Linked DNA regions of Sus scrofa: region 1 is linked to region 2. Evidence: chromatin contacts called from public HiChIP or PLAC-seq data. All regions are on one chromosome and are shown on one strand. The core of a region is the stretch at or near the end of the contact, and the rest is flanking DNA. Distances in the headings are between cores, read along the strand shown. Region 1 overlaps RPH3AL (rab effector Noc2). Region 2 overlaps VPS53 (vacuolar protein sorting-associated protein 53 homolog).

Region 1 (2,700 bases), core at 164-2,663, 190 kb after region 2:
GACGGACCCTGCTTTTACCCGATCGCCGTTCCCCTCTGCTGGGAAGTCTTTGGAGGCTCCACTTCCCCTCCCCTGCAGAGCCCAGCTCCTCTCCCTCCTGTAGCCTCAGCCGTTCTCAGAAGCCACTTCCCTGGGGACGCCCTGCCTCTCCCATCTGCACAGGGCCCCTGTCCTGGTCTTCCCACCCCACTGCGCCCTGGGGACCACAGCTGACTGTCCCCAGATGGCAGGTCCCTATGTGTCCTGGAAGCCTCTTCCCTTCCTCCTGGGCCCTGGGGCTGGGTACCCTGCTGGCTGTCAGTAAAGGAATTCCTCCCCCAAACCTCCAAGAAGACGTCCTGTCATCCTTCAGAGTCTGGTTCAGATCCCACCTCCCTCCAGGACTGTTTTAGTCGCCCGGATTCCCACTGCCTGGTGCTCCTGCTGGGCTCACGGCTGGATTCATTTACAGTCCGTCCACCCAACTTAATACTTTTTTCTCTGCTATTAGCCTCTGATTGTATCAAGGCTGAGAGAGACACTTTTCCAGCTCTTAAATCACAGCAGCCTTTTATTGGGTGGTCGGCATGTGCCGGCCTGTGCTGCTCTTTGCAGCACCCCTCCTGTGCGTTATCCTTGCCACCCCCAGGGGGCAGGGTGCCAGGCTCCTTGGCTTCGTTCTGCCCGTGAGGATATGACCCCAGCGAGGTCCAGGGACCTGTCTACACCACACAGCTTGTAGGTGGGCAGCACATAGCTTGGCACTCCAGTCTGTCTGACTTTGGAGGCTGTTTCCTGATACTTGGATTTGCAGTTTTTCCAGAAAAGCATAAGCCTCAGTCCGCAGTGTGTTACAAGTCCTTTGGTACCTGGTCCTTTGGTGTGCAGGTGTACTGGTTGCTTGGAACTCCACTGGACTAAGAAAAGGACTTTGTTGGGAGTTCCCATCATGGCACAGTGGAAACGAATCTGATTAGGAACCATGAGGTTGCAGGTTCGATCCCTGGCCTCGCCCAGTGGGTTAAGGATCTGGCGTTACTCTGAGCTGTGATGTAGGTCACAGACCTGGCTCGGATCTGGCATGGCTGTGACGTAGGCTGGCAGCTGTAATTCCAATTTGACCACTAGCCTGGGAACCTCCATATGCCGCGGGTGCAGCCTTCAAAAGAAAAAAAAAGAAAAAAGAAAGAAAAGGACTTTGTTTTAGGTTTTTTGTTTTGTTTTGTTTTTCCCTTTTGGTCATCCCCAGCATATAGAGTTCCTGGACCAGGGATCAGATCACAGCTGCACTTGTGACCAATGCCACAGCTGTGGCAACGCCAGATCCTTTAACCCTGTGCCAGGTGGGGATGGAACCTGCGTTCTGGTACTATAGCCTTGCCACTGATCCCGTTGCACCACAGCGGGAACTCCAAGGAAAGGATTTTGAAACACAACAGATGGTTAAGGGCGGGACCAGTGACTCAGAGAAGCTGTGACAACTGCCCCAGAGGCCTTTGACACAGGCTGTGTTTTTGTGTGAGTGTGTGTGTGTGTGTGCGTGTGTGTGTGTGCGCGTGCGTGAGAGTTGTGGAACAGAGAACTGCGAGGAGCCCTCAGGTCATTTCTGTCGCTTAGGACACTTTTGAATGCCTTTTGTTTTTTTGATGCAGAAATCAATGCCACCCTCCAAACAGGAGCGCCTCCAGTTAAGTTTCTTAGGAGCTGTGCTTCCCTTCTGTCCACAGGTCACTGTCATATGAAAACAAGTTCCTCTTGTGAAAAACAGTTGCCATGGCAACTGGTAGTGCAAGGCCCCGCTCTGGCTCCTAGGTCTCTGCACCGAGTGCTTCGAGGGGCGTTTTCCATCTCTGTCTCCTACACAAAACCATCAAATGCTTCGCTCCGCTCTTCCTTTTGCATGGACATCGGAGCCATTGGGGTTTTTTGCAGGCTGTGATTTCTGGGCACTGTTAGTGCCCCAGCAGCTTGTCCCTAGGCTGCTGGCACACCATTAGTAATGACCCCGAACGGCGCCCCTGGTTTAGGTCACATTTTGAGTGAGATCCAGTGCCCTGTGGGTAAAAGGACAGTAGCTGTGGCCTTCACGCATCCTTGATGACAGGAGAGGCCGAGGGAAGAGCGCAGTCTGGCGTAGGGCGGGCACGTGGGTACAGCTCTGTTCCCGTGGGTGGTGGCGGAATTGTTTGTCTGCAGTTGGTGTCTCCTCCGATGTGAGGGCCTTGCTCAGCTATCCTGGCAGGGGGCTGCCAGAGCAGGGGGCCTCAGGGGTGCTGAGAAAGACCGGGTGCCTTTGGCAGTAGTAATAGCCACTAACGCCGAGGGGTTCTTAGCTTATGTAGACCTTGTTCCCATGTTTAATCCTCAACCAAATGAAGACAGAAGTACTGTTGTTTTCTCCATTTTATTGGTAAGGAAAGTAATGCACAGAGAGGTTAAGGGCTTGCCCAAGGATGCACAGCCAGTAGGTGGTAGAGTAGGGCTTTAGTCCTAGGAAGTCTGACTCCTGTGGCCAGTGCTCTTTACTCGGTGCTGCATAGCCAGTGGGAAGACCGCATTTAATGAAGGAAAGGGTGAACTGGAGATGTAGAGCAGGTTGGTCTTTCTCAAGATGTGATTTAAAGCAGTGATTTTCAACATTTTATGTCTTCGGAGAGGCAAAAGGCTGCAATGAAAAGATGTGTACTAGCATGTTCACGGCAGCACTCTCTGCAAGAGCCG
Region 2 (2,700 bases), core at 159-2,658:
TCTGCTTCTGGGTAAATACTCAAGAGACATGAAAGCAGGGTCTTAGAGAGATATATGTACCCCATATTCATAGCAGCATTATTCACAATAGCTAAAAATGTGGCAGTGACTCAGGTGTCCATTGATAGGTGAATGGATAAGCAAAGTGTGGTGTATGCATACAGCAGAGTATTATTCAGCCTTAAAAAGGAAGGAGATTCGGCGTTCCCATTGTAGCGCAGCGGTTAACGAATCCGACTGGGAACCATGAGGTTGCAGGTTTGATCCCTGGCCAGCGGCCCTAGAAAAGGCAAAAAGCCAAAAAATATATAAAATAAACAAATACGAAGGAAGGAGATTCTGCATTGTGCTACAGTCTGGATGAGCCCTGAGGGCATGATGCTAAGTGAAATAAGCCAGTCACAAACAGACAAATATCAGATGATTCCATTTATGCGAGGTGCTTAGAAGGCTGTGAAAATCATCAAGGCATGAAGGGTAATAATGGTGTTGCTGGGGGCTGGGAGAGAACGGGGAGTTAGTGTTCAGTAGGTATAGAGTTTCAGTTTTACCAGATGAAAAGAATTTATAGGGATGGGTGACGGTGATGGTTGCACAACAGTGTCAGTGAAACTGCTCAATAAAACATGGTTAAGATGGCTGGACTGGTGCAGGTTTGACCCCTGGCCCAGGAACTTCCACATGCCATGGGTATGGCCAAAAGAAAAAAAAATGGTTAAAGTGGTAAGTTTTCTGTGTAGTTGACCTCAATCAGATTTGTTTAAAAGCAAGATGAAAATAGAGTTGATTATCTTGAACAACAACAAAAAAGAAAATAGTAGTACCCTGACACAGCTCTACTTCTTCATACCTAGTTTGCCCAGCAGGTCACGGTAGGTGCATTTCAAAGTGGTGTAGTTCTTCCGGGGGTCTAGCTGCGGAGGGCTGTCGGGAGGCAGGAGGAGGGGGAGGAGGGATTCTTCAGTGATTGAGGGGCCAGATGTTATCTGTTAACCACCTTCCTTTTCGTTTGGATTCTCGTCTTCCGCTTAGACATCGTATTTCAGAATTGCTCTCATGACAGAAATGCTGAGCATGCCTAGCGTAGCCGCCTCCTCCGACAGTGTCTGGCCCTCCCTCCTCAACGCCAACTGAGGTTGGTTGTGCGCCTTTCAATTCTGTTATTTGTCCTCTTTAACCTTATTTTATACAGCCCATTTCTTCAACTGTTCATTATGCTGCCCAAATTTGGGGGGTCCGGCGTGTAACCCTCTGATCTCTCATACTCCTCTTTCCTCTGGCAGCTCACCGGTGTTACGAGTCTCTTTCTTTTTCTCTTACATTTTTAGTTTTAACCACTTCCCTCTTTTCCGTCCATTTGATGACTCTTTTCCATCTTACTCATCCTCTTCCGTCGGCCACTTTGTAAGTAGTCTGCCATCTTCCACGTCGTCATCACCCGTGTTTGCGTGTAGACATAGTGGTTTCTAAAGCTCATCCTATTTCCTGGTCCTTATTGCTCGGATTTTTGTCCGTTTAGGTTTCTCCCTCGAAGCATGGCTTCCCTGGGGTGAGGCCCCTGTAAGTAGAGCCCTTAGACACAGTAGAGTCACAGCCCGCCAGCCCTCCAGCCTCACTCTGCTTTTGAACTTTGCTGTCTCTGTCTGGTCACATCATCTGCCTCTTCAGAAACCCCAGTGGCCTCTGCCTACTAATTTTTAATTTATTTTTATCTGCTTAATTATTTTTGTCTTTTTAGGGCAGTGCCCGAGGCATGTGGAAGTTCCCAGGCTAAGGGTCACATCGGAGCTGCAGCTGCTGGCCTGCACCACAGCCACAGCAACGTAGAATCCGAGCCACCCCTGTGACCTGTGCCACAGCCTGAAGCAGCACTGGATCCTTAACCCCACTGAGTGAGGCCAGGGATTGAACCCACATCTTCATGGTTACTAGTCAGGTTCTTAACCCGCTGAGCCACAACGGGAACTCCCTCTGTCAACTAATTTAAAGTTCCTTCGCATGGTCTTCAAGGCCTGTGGCCACCTTTCCAATTTTGTCTCCTGCTGGGATCCATCTGCAGTGAAAGCTCAGTGCTCAGCACGCGTGCCCTCTGCTGTCTGGACCTGTGCTTACATTCTTCTTTTTGCCTGAACTGCTTTCTCTCCTCTTTCTCTTCTGGTGGCTTCATTTCATAGTCTTACCCAGCTCAAATACTACTTGTTTTGTGAAATTTTCTTTTCGGCTCATCTGGATACATCAGAGGAATCTGAATTTGGTCCTCTTGGAACCCATCTGGTCCACTCCTCTCATTTTATGCCTGAGAAGATCGATCCCACTATCTGTCAGTTAGAGGGAAATTCTTCCTGCCCACAGACTCCCACAGCCCGGTGCTTGTGCTTTTCACGTGGCCTTCGTGATCTCCTGTGACTTCCTGGGCACACATCTCATCCCTTCGACCGGTATCTAAGCTCCTTGAAACAAAAACTCTCTCTTCTTCCTCTTCGAACTTCTCAGAATACATAGTTTACCTGCAGTAACATCTTATTCAACTATATTGACTGGTCTGTGGGAGATTATTTATTAGTTGTAAATAAACAAAAGCTCTTTACTGTAGAACGTCATTTTGACCAGTGTGTGTCCCTTTAAAGTTCTTTCAAGCGTGACGTGTGTGACTGGTCCTCACTCACTACCGGGGGAAGGAGTAGCACTACTGTGTAGTGT

The links. HiChIP or PLAC-seq counts read pairs in DNA pulled down with a chosen protein or histone mark.
Region 1: a contact with region 2 is called in an H3K27ac HiChIP or PLAC-seq map of alveolar macrophages. The contact joins two enhancer-like sites. A contact is called at or near these places in 1 of 5 promoter capture datasets (fetal liver), 1 of 47 Hi-C or Micro-C datasets (embryonic fibroblasts) and 2 of 2 datasets of contacts at active chromatin or transcription factors (alveolar macrophages and skeletal muscle).

Annotation. Positions count from the first base shown.
Region 1 is chr12:47,349,053-47,351,752 of Sscrofa11.1, forward strand. The region is part of intron 2 of RPH3AL (rab effector Noc2); the gene reads left to right. Among named protein-coding and RNA genes, the nearest start is that of C12H17orf97, 20 kb to the left of the region's middle. Within about 2 kb of position 1,414, at least 5 of the 83 cell types and tissues checked have an H3K27ac peak or open chromatin away from gene starts, as enhancers often do. A contact at or near this core is called in alveolar macrophages, where this site is marked.
Region 2 is chr12:47,161,458-47,164,157 of Sscrofa11.1, forward strand. The region is part of intron 4 of VPS53 (vacuolar protein sorting-associated protein 53 homolog); the gene reads left to right. Among named protein-coding and RNA genes, the nearest start is that of VPS53, 21 kb to the left of the region's middle. Within about 2 kb of position 1,409, at least 2 of the 83 cell types and tissues checked have an H3K27ac peak or open chromatin away from gene starts, as enhancers often do. A contact at or near this core is called in alveolar macrophages, where this site is marked.